Linked DNA regions of Mus musculus: region 2 is linked to region 1. The links are chromatin contacts, called in public promoter capture Hi-C maps. All regions are on one chromosome and are shown on one strand. The core of a region is the stretch at or near the end of the contact, and the rest is flanking DNA. Distances in the headings are between cores, read along the strand shown.

What was found. Capture Hi-C pulls out chosen DNA fragments and counts their contacts.
Region 2: a promoter capture Hi-C map of adipose tissue shows a contact between it and region 1, with 2.9 times the contacts expected there. The contact joins the promoter of Med7 here to the promoter of Slu7 in region 1. A contact is called at or near these places in 1 of 39 promoter capture datasets (liver), 1 of 484 Hi-C or Micro-C datasets (muscle stem cells), 1 of 115 datasets of contacts at active chromatin or transcription factors (astrocytes) and 1 of 9 other capture datasets (adipose tissue).

What each region holds. Positions count from the first base shown.
Region 1 is chr11:43,431,270-43,436,363 of GRCm38.p6, reverse strand. Slu7 (SLU7 splicing factor homolog (S. cerevisiae)) reads right to left here and starts at 2,633. Exons shown (of 16, transcript NM_198936.1): 1 at 2,545-2,633.
Region 2 is chr11:46,434,221-46,439,314 of GRCm38.p6, reverse strand. Med7 (mediator complex subunit 7) reads right to left here and starts at 2,354. Exons shown (of 3, transcript NM_025426.3): 1 at 2,124-2,354.

The sequences.
Region 1 (5,094 bases), core at 1,384-3,883:
GCAGCCCCACCTGGGATTAAAATGATAACATATTCTTATAATATTTCTATGTTTTTAAAAGAAACCAGAACTCCAAAATTATCACTACAGAGGTCAGAGATCAACTTGTAGGAGTTGGTTCTCCCCCAGTCACCACGTGGGTCCCAGGGATCAAACTCAGGTCATCAGGTCAGCAGCAAGTGCCTTTACCCGCTGAGCCATCTCACTGGTTCTAACGGTTTCCCTTACTCAAAAGGCTTTACAAACTGGGCACTGTAATATACAACCTAATCCTAGCACCTGGAGAGCAGAGGGATGTGGATATTCTGGAGTTGGAGGCTAGTCTGGAACTAGGTTGGTCTACATATTGAATCCACAGCTAGCCATGGCTATATAGTGAGACCTTGTCTCAAAATGAAAAAAAGTCTTTACGTATTCTTAGCGCCAATTCTCTCAACACTCCAATTTGTAAGCAGAGAAAGCCATGTATATAAAATTTTAAGGAGCTGGAGAGACGGCTCAGTGGTTAAGAACACTGGCTATTCTTCCAAAGGTCCTGAGTTCAAATCCCAGCATTACAACCATGTGTAATGAGATCTGATGCCCTCTTTTGGTGTGTCTGAAGACAGCTACAGTGTACTTACAAATAACAATAAATAAATCTTTAAAAAAAATTCAAAGACTTTCATACAGATGTTCCTAAATTAGCCCTCCTGCATGTCTCAAACTTATCTTCCATAGGAAAACAAACAAACAAACAAACAAAAAAACCCCAAAAACCTAAAAAAACCAGAGCACATCACTGTTCCCCTTGAAGGCCCAATGCCTTAACAATTACCAAAGTTCAGGGCTGGGGATGAAGCCTCAGTTGATAGAGCGTTTGCCTAGCAGAAGTTTGATTGCCAGTGCAACAAAAACTAGGCCTGGTGGTGCATACTTGATATCCAGCAATCTCGATGTGAATATAGGATCAGAAGACCAAGGTCACCCTTGGATATATAGAGAGTTCAAGACATGAGACCTTGTTAGAAAAAAATAGAGATGGGTCTGTCTACATTCAGGGATGCCTAGCATATCTAGTTCTCTCTGTCTCTGCCTCTCTCTCTCTCTCACACACACACACAAACACACACCACAAAATCACCCATATTCATAGTGTGCCTATTTTTATACCTCTGCTTTGCACTCCTCTGCTCTGGTCACTGACTTCATTTCCATTCCCGACCATTCCATGCCTTCTTTTGTCAGAGATTCTCATTCTTTGGCTTCTATAACATGTTACTGGTTTTCCGTGAACACCTCTCCTGTTCTCGACTTCTCTGCAGGCTCATCTATTTGCACACGTTTATTTAGAGGCTGATTCCTTACAGAGCAGCAAGAGCCTCACTCACCACTCTAAACAATACCAGTTGCCAAGATTCAGGAGGAACAGTATCCCACTACTGGGGTTCCATACTATCTCTCTGCCCTAGACTTTTCATTTGATCTTCAAATCTACACAACCAACTGTGTACATGACATCCACACCCAGAACACTAAGTATTTATCCACAGCATTCCTTAAACTCCATGACTTTCCTGTGAAATTGTGTCTGCCTCCATCTCCCGAGTTCTGGCTTTATAGGCATATGCCACCATAGAGGTCTGTGTATGGGGCAGGTGAGACGGTTCACCTACTGCTCCTGTAGACAACCCTAACTCAGTTCTCAGCATCTATGTCAGGTGGCTCACAACTGTCCCTAACTCCAGCTACAGGGATTCCAAGAAGACTACACACGTTCTTACAAGGGCAAACCCACCTACCTACTTATACACATAATTAAAATAAAATAGACTTAAAAATAAAAACAGAAGTGTTAGAAATCCGTGGTAGTATATACTAGAAGCACAGATTTAATCATCTTCATTTTAACAGTTACCATTTCTTTAATTTACCATGCAGACCGTCACCAAATCTTTACAACCACCCTATTTTATGGTGAGGAAACAAGTTTGGGGCGGGGGGGGGGGGGTTAACACCTTCAGATAACAAGACATTAGTGAGAGACGACAGATCGCAAACCCAAGCCTGACTTTAGTTGGTCTTTCAACCCCTGTTACAAACCACAGACACTGGAGTGCAGGCCTGTCACATTCAAGATTAAGAGGGACTGAAGTGTTTTGTCATTAGGTTCCACTGCTCTGCAGAGGGTCCGGCTCTCTCCGAGTTAGAACTTTAACAGCTCCCACTCACTGATGCAATACGGACATTCTAATTTGACCCTCACAAAATAAGATCATCTCCACCTAACGGAAAAAACTGAACCTCAAAGGAACTCTTTTGGGGACAGAGGGCTCAGCTTCGGTACGGGCTGCTCAGGATGTCCGGCTTACAGTGACCAGGGCTTTTCCTTGAGGAGTCAGCCTCGGTCCGGCTGAACGCGAGGGCGGCGCCTGCGTCCTGGGCCACAGTCTCCACCCGGGTCCGCCGTTCCACGACGGCTCATCACCGCGAGGACTCACTGCAGGGGATACCCGCTCCCCGAGGTCCCCAGTTCGTCTGCTCAATCTCAGAACCCCAACTTACCCAGTCGCGCCGCAGACCACTCAAAACCATCCGCCAGAAACGAAGCGACTCGGCAATGTTTACTTCCGGGTTCCCTGCCTTCTTCCGGCTGCGCAGAGATAACTTCCGGGAGATCGGCACATGCGCATTTGCAAGCGCTTGGCTCTTTTTTTTTTTTTTTTTTTTTTTTTTTTTTTTTTTTGACCCAGAAAGGCGAAGTGATGGCAGTGCAGCTTTCTTTCTGGAACAGCACAGAATCTTTTTTTTTTTTTTTTTTTTTTTTTTTTTTAAAGATTTATTTATGTATATGGATAATCTATAGCTGTACAGATGGTTGTGAGCCTTCATGTGGTTGTCGGGAATTGAATTTTTTTAGGACCCCTGCTCGCTCCGGTCAACCCCGCTCGCCCAGTCAGTCTCTGCTTGCTCCCACCCAAAGATATATAAGTACACTGTAGCTCTCTTCAGACACACCAGAAGAGGGCATCAGATTCCACTACAGATGGTTGTGAGCCACCATGTGGTTGCTGGGTTTTGAACTCAGGACCTTCAGAAGAACAGTCAGTGAGTGCTCTTACCTGTTGAGCCATCTTGCCAGCCTACAGCACAGAATCTTAGCAAAAATGATTATTGAAAATGCTGCAAAGGTCGGCGTAATGGCACACACCTTTAATCCTAGCAGAGATAGGCATATCTTTGAGGTCCTGGCCAGTGACATAGGAAGACCCTTTTTCAAACAAACAAACAAACAAACATCCCCATAAAAAACAAACTCCTGGAAAATAGGCGACTTTGGTGAATTTATTTTTCTTAAAAAAAAAAAAAAAAAAAGCCTTATGCCAGGCAGTGGTGTCACATGCCTTTAATCCTAGCACTTGGGAGGCAGAGGCAGGCAGATTTCTGAGTTCGAGGCCAGCCTGGTCTACAGAGTGAGTTCCAGGACAGCCAGGGCTACACAGAGAAACCCTGTCTCAGGAAAAAAAAAAAAAAAGCCTTATGTTTTTTGTGTGTGAGTTTGCACATCATTGGCGTTAGATCATCTGTGACTGGAAATGCAGATATATGTCTGTGAACCAGAATGAGTACCAAACCGGGGGCTTCTGCAAGAATGACCTGTATTGACTACTGAGCCATTGCTTGGCCATTTTTCTTTATGCTGTCTTGTGGTTATTTATACTTCCCCTACGTGAAGTGCTCTTCAGATATACAGGACTATAGCTAACGTCCCCACCACCTCAGTCAAACAGCCCAAAGTAGTAGACTTTTTAAAAAAGGAACTTGAAGTGGGTTAAGAATGTAAAAATAATTTTGATTTTTCAAGGCAGCTAAAGGCAGAGCAGAGTCCTGCGGACTCAGAGCGCAAGGCTTGAGAGAGGGACCAAGAAGGCAGGGATTATCTTTGGATGAACGCTTTCTGTAAAGCTAAATTAGGAGAGACTTGTATTAGCTGAGGACTCTATTATAAGTTTACCAACCAGGTACATTATTTCCCAGTAACAAGTGGGGATCACAAAGCTGGCCTGGGAACACCATCACTCAGAAAAACATGTCCTTTTAAAGACAGGATGGTGATATTATTTACACTTGCAGTGGACTGGGGAAAAGCAATGTTTCCTGTTGGTGAGAGGGGAAGAAAACCTCTCAAGGAATTAGACAATGTTCACGTGGAAGCTGTGGGAATGTATATAGATTTATTTTTGAAAGCAAGACTTTTGTGTGCTGGTGGTTTAATTCAGAAGTAGATGCAAAGAGAAAATAACAGGTTGAGGGGATAAAAGGAACAGGGAATAGAAGGGACAGTAAAAGTGTAAGTGCTGTGTGTGTGCTTGTGTCCATGCGTGCGGGGCCCCGTGTGTTGTTTTTATTCTTCAACTCCCAGAGTTAGGCTCTTTCTTTTGATGATTAGCATAACACTCAGTAAATATTTGTTGAATGAATTTAAAGGAAGCTTGAGTTACATATTTACTAGGAACATCCCTTTGCGCACAAACAGATTTAAGGAAGTGTAGGAAGACAGACCCCAGTCTGATGTGATGTCTGTGTAGGGAATAGCTCTCACCCCAACTGTAAAGGAGTTACACACATCAAACTGCTCTTGCATCTACCCAGATTACTGCTCTTCCTAATTTTTGATTCTACTCTACTGCGAGTGTTTAAACCCAGTATTGGCTGTTTCCCCATCTCACTTTATAGGTTTCTCCCAACCCCCTTTTTAGTTGAAAGTAGACAATTGCGTGCTCATTTCCCTCGGCTGCAGACTGATGTCTGTAAAGCCATTCCTCAAATGTTTTCTCTCCCTTTAAATTTAGATTTGATTCCTTTATTCTCTGGATGAACAGTCATCTAGTTGACATTAGGAAAACAGTCTTGCTACTTTCTTCTTTTGAGTTTCTAAATATCTCCCCCACCCTGGTTAGGGCCTTCCTTATGTTGGGCAAACACGACCATGCAGCCATATACTCAGCCCTCAGAAGACTGCTTAAGAATATCATGCCCAAAAAGTCTCTCTGGAAAAACATGTGTTTTGACATAAGTCTGATCATAATTCCTTTCTTAGAGGTAGAGATCATG
Region 2 (5,094 bases), core at 1,105-3,604, 3.0 Mb before region 1:
TACACCCAAGTCGAGATATGCAAACTTTGTCTATGAAGGAAATTCTGAGAACACAAAACAGTATCACTTAGAAACCCTACTATTTTTTTGATCTCTTCAAGTCTTTCTCACCTGTTAAAGAGCACTCTTGCTGCCTGCCAGACTTCACGTGATGGTGAAGTAAGATCTGCTCTGCTTGTTTAGAAAAGGATGCTAGCACTAAGGACTCACATATTCTAGGTAATCTGACAAATGTAAAGCATACAAAGTGGAAAAACAAGCAGCAGAGTCCACCACAGGTTTGGCAGAGGACTTTATTTACTGTTATTTTTAAACATTTTTTTAAAAAGACCTAAACTGGGCATGATGGTTCCCGCTGTAGTCATGATGGGTCATGCTGTAGTCCCTGTGACTGAGAAGCTCGATAGCTCTAAGTTCAAGGCCAGTTTGGACTACACAGTGAGGCTGGGCCAGCCGGTGCTAAAGATCCATCTTTAAAAACTAAGTAAATATTTTTAAAATATATAAAAGTGGGAGTAAGATATGGTAGTGGTCTGTGAGGTATTAGAGGAGTGTGGAAGCGGGTATGATCAAAACACATGTGTGTTTGTGTGTGTGTGTATAAAATTCTCAAAGAACAAACATATTCTGAGAACTAAGGAAAAAGGGTCTGTATTTAGGGTGCTTTTATATGGTACATGATATACTATTTTTTCATGTCTGACTCCTTTTGGTAGGCATATGTTGGAACCTACTCTGGAAAAGAACATTTATATGCAAATGTCATATGCCTTATTTATTATTCTTTCCCATAATCAAACTACATATGGTATCTATTAATCTCATGTCGTTCACTTTCCTTTTTACTGTACAGTGGTCTCCAAACCCAAACACTTAAAACTCTCTTTACATCTTGACAAAAATCACCATTGTTGCTGGGCAGTGGTGGCGCACGCCTTTAATCCCAGCACTTGGGAGGCAGAGGCAGGTGAATTTCTGAGTTCGAGGCCAGCCTGGTCTACAGAGTGAGTTCCAGGACAGCCAAGGCTACGCAGAGAAATTCTGTCTCAAAAAAACAAACAAACAAACAACTATAACAAAACACCGTTGTTAAATTTCATATTTCAAATATTTTCCAAGGTTTCTGAAGGAAGCCACATCTTACAGTATAGTAGAGTTAGTATAGTACAGTTTTCTTAACACATTAGCAATTTTTACATCTTTTCTACATAAATTTAAAACCTAAATCCCAACATATATGGTCAAAATAACCTTTGCTTTTTCCAATTTAAGTACATTATACAATGAGAAGATTCTTGAGTGCTTTCTCACACTGATGTACACTGCCAATACCTTAAATCTGAGGGAAGCAACTCCAAATTCTTCAGATTGTCTAACTGTTAGAGCTAATTCAGGGTGTATATACCTAGAACACGAAAGTCTACTTGTAGCCACTTCAAGTCAACACCTGGCCTAAATTTCATCCCCCGAAGGCTTTTGAAGTTGGGGATCTGCGCTTCCCTTAGCCACACCCACACTAAACCCGCAGTTTCCCGAAGGTTTTTAGTAAGTGACAGATCCGCATCCTCACTCCAATCATCAGGACGGTACGACTACTCCCAATTTGACTATAGAGACAAGAAGCCAATTCCCAACGTGCAGAAGGGGGTGAATTGTACAACGGGAATCCGCATTAGTTTTTTCGGGCGCAAGTGCAAACCCCCGTAACTTGGGCATCCCGCGTTAGAGCGGGCCACCTTACAGAAACCGCCCATTACCGGTTCAAACTGAACTTTTCAAAGCCGCTGGAGGTCGTGACTCGCTAACACTAACAAGATCCAGTGTCTCGTGGGTGCTTTTTTTTTTGGGAGGGGGGGGGTCCGCAAGCTCAGACACTTGGCTCACTTTGTCCCCGTGACTGGGTCCCCGCGGAAAGTCTGGTACAGGATGAATCCGGCTCCGACCCAGGCTCTCGCTCCCCTCCCCCAGCCCCCGCGCTCCCAGGCGGCTACTGTCACTTTACCAATGGCGACAGGGCAGGCTAAGACCACGACATTATAAAAGCCCGTGGCGTGGGGACGAGAACTCGGACCTCCCAACCTCCCGTCTGGCTTGTCGTCCGGAGAGAGCGGTACTCGGTGTACCTTCGGCCGGCCGCCTGCCTCAGGCCCCGGGGAGGCTTCGCGGAGGAACCGGGAGGAAGGCTAGCCCGGGCGTCCCAGGCTGTCCCGCGCCGGACTTCGGCGCTCCACGCCGGGAGAGACGCAACCGCGGGGGCGGAGAGACAGACTTAGGCTGCGGTCGCCAACCGCCGCCGCCCGCTCACCTCAGCTCTTTCTTGCTTTTCCGGTAGTGACTTTTCCTCAGCGCAGCGGAAGCACAAGTTCCGGTTGCCTTCTCAGGAAGAAGCCTCTGACGCGGGCCTCTCATTGGCTACCAAGGCTGTCCTATAGCAGGTCCTACTCCCGCCCTAAAGATGTTGCACATGCGCACTTTCGCATCTCCTGCTTCTCTCGGGAAAGATCCGCTGTCTGGTTTCTTGGTCAGGTCAGGAGAATACTTCTTCGTACTTTTTGTTAGTAGAAGAAAGTACTCTCTAGTAATTCCATTCCTTGCAGCCCCCACTTTTATACGAGACTTTTAAAATTAAATACTTGCCTTATGTAAAAGTCAGAAAATACAGATAAGCAATATATTTAAAAATTATACTAATGTAATCATCAAAAATGTTTTTTAAAAGCAAGATTGTACTCTATGATATATTCATATATATGGAGATATTTGTGAACATGATTAAGAATAACATCCTAAACCTTCATTTTCCCCCTTCCATTCACTTTTATTTTCATTTAGGAATTCAAAGATGTCTATAACAATCCTTCCACAAATTGACAAGTGAAAAAAACTTAATATAATTTTTTAAAATGGAGGGAGTGGGTAATTTCACTGTGTAGCCCAGGCTGGCTTCAGATGTCTCTTCCCAGCCTCTGGAAAGCCAGAGGTATAGAAATGAGCCATCAGGACTAGCAAGAAATATTTCCATTTTGGCCTTTCCCTGAGGGAGAGGAGGAGGGGGAGGGAGGAGAGAGAGAAGAGTTGTTAACAGATGATATGGGAGTCGTAAGATGCAGTGTTGCAAACTAAAAGTAAGATAAACAGCTCTGCTTCACAAACAAGAATGTCTCAGTTTCTTCCTTTAAATATGTGGAGCATTGCAGGCATAAAAACAAAAGAAGAGTCTACTCACTACCAACTTCCATAGTTATATGAGCCCCATCATTTTGTCTCTAGTCTGGTATGAACCTCTAAAAGGTAAGGGCTCTTCGTTTTTTCCTATACCCACAGATTTATTATCTTACTGAAAGTGTACTAGGGGTTATTACACTGATAGAATGAATGTGTGTATGCACATGGATATATATGTATATATGACTTATCCGAGTGACTTACAAGATGCAGTTCAAGTAGTCCAGCAATGGCTGTCTCAGCCCTGAAAGGCTGAGAATCCTGTAGTTGCTCAGTCTAAGAGGCTGGATGTCTCAACAGACCCCCACCTGGCATTGGAGACCTGGAAGATTCCTGGAGAGCCACAGGTCTTCAGTCCATGTTGGAATCCCAAAGAAGTTTGGTTCTAATACTGGCAAAGGAATGGCACAGCAGTGGTACAGATGAAGTTGCCAGTGAGTGTTAGAGCAAGCAACCAAAGAGCAGTTTCCTTTCTTCATGTCCTTTTATCTGGGCAGCCACAAGAAAATGCCACTCAGTCTTTCTGCTTCTAAAGATTAGCCATCACCCAAAGATAAGTTCATGGGTGGAGAGCTTGCCTAGAATAATACATATAAGACAACCCCAGTACTACATAAGGGATAGCCATGTCATGTTAGGGACTGGTTAAAAATACAGTTTAATGAATACTTTGTTTTGTCTATTATTGACTGTACTTGCAAGATCTGAATGTTAAAGACCCAAATGTAACCTCAGTGCATGGAGGGTAAAAACAGAAGGATCTGAAATTCAGAAACTCAAGGTCATTCCGGCTACATAGTTTAAAGTCAGCTTAGGCTGTGAGAATTTGGAGGGGTAGCTTTTAAAATCAACTTCCATATCAATATTTGGATTCAGATGGTCTCTGGTTCCAATTAAGAGCTGCCCCTTTCTAACTACCAATGTCTTTTAATTGGTTTGTAATCTTTGCATTGTTTCCCCCATCAATGTTCTTTTTAAACAACTCCATCCATTTTTAACATGCCTGAATCAAGTGTTCCCCTGACTCCACTGTGTTCTGCACCAGAGACTTGCAGTTCTCATTGTACCCAATCTGGCTCAGTACTTGGCATATTTGGTATAGATCACCCCAGGACTTAGAGCTATGAAGCTACTTCTCAGTCAGAAGCCATCCATATGACACAGGTAATACCATTCATTCAGATCCTGGAACCCCCTCACCTCTGTACTTCAGACTCTACTCTGAACTTCAGCTTTATCCAAATGCATTACATCTGTTTGCAAAAGGTGTCCCCTTCTTCCAGTACTCCACTGAATCCACTATACCAACCTCTTGCATTGGATTTATTTTACAGCGTTTCAGATATAAGAAATTTGCTACCACACCCACTACTCTGTTGTCATTCATTCTTACCTCAATTTCTGCAAAGCCTCCCAAATGGTTTCTTTGCTTCACTTTTGTCCCCCCTTAATCTTCTTCCCACACTGTTATGACATAGAAGATTTGACTCTGTTCAAAATTCTCCAAGGCAGTTTCTGTCACATATAAAATAAAATCGAATAACCCTACCATGGACTATAGAAAGCTCTACAAAATGATGGTCCCCCAAACCTTTCAACATATACAAAGCATCCTTCATAGTGTTTGCCTACAACTGAAGTCATCTTGATGTAGCATGTTTACTCTATTGTATTCTCCATCGGATACAAGTTGATGAGGGTAGAAATGCTTCCCATTTCATTCATGGCTGTATTGTCAGCACCTAGAACAATGTCTGAGATGGGCAAGTGTTCAAGAACTGTTTGGTAAGTAAATAGCGAAATGAATATAACTGTCTCCTGTACTGCAAGGGGATATTTCCTAGTCCCTAGCCAATACTTGAAAGCACA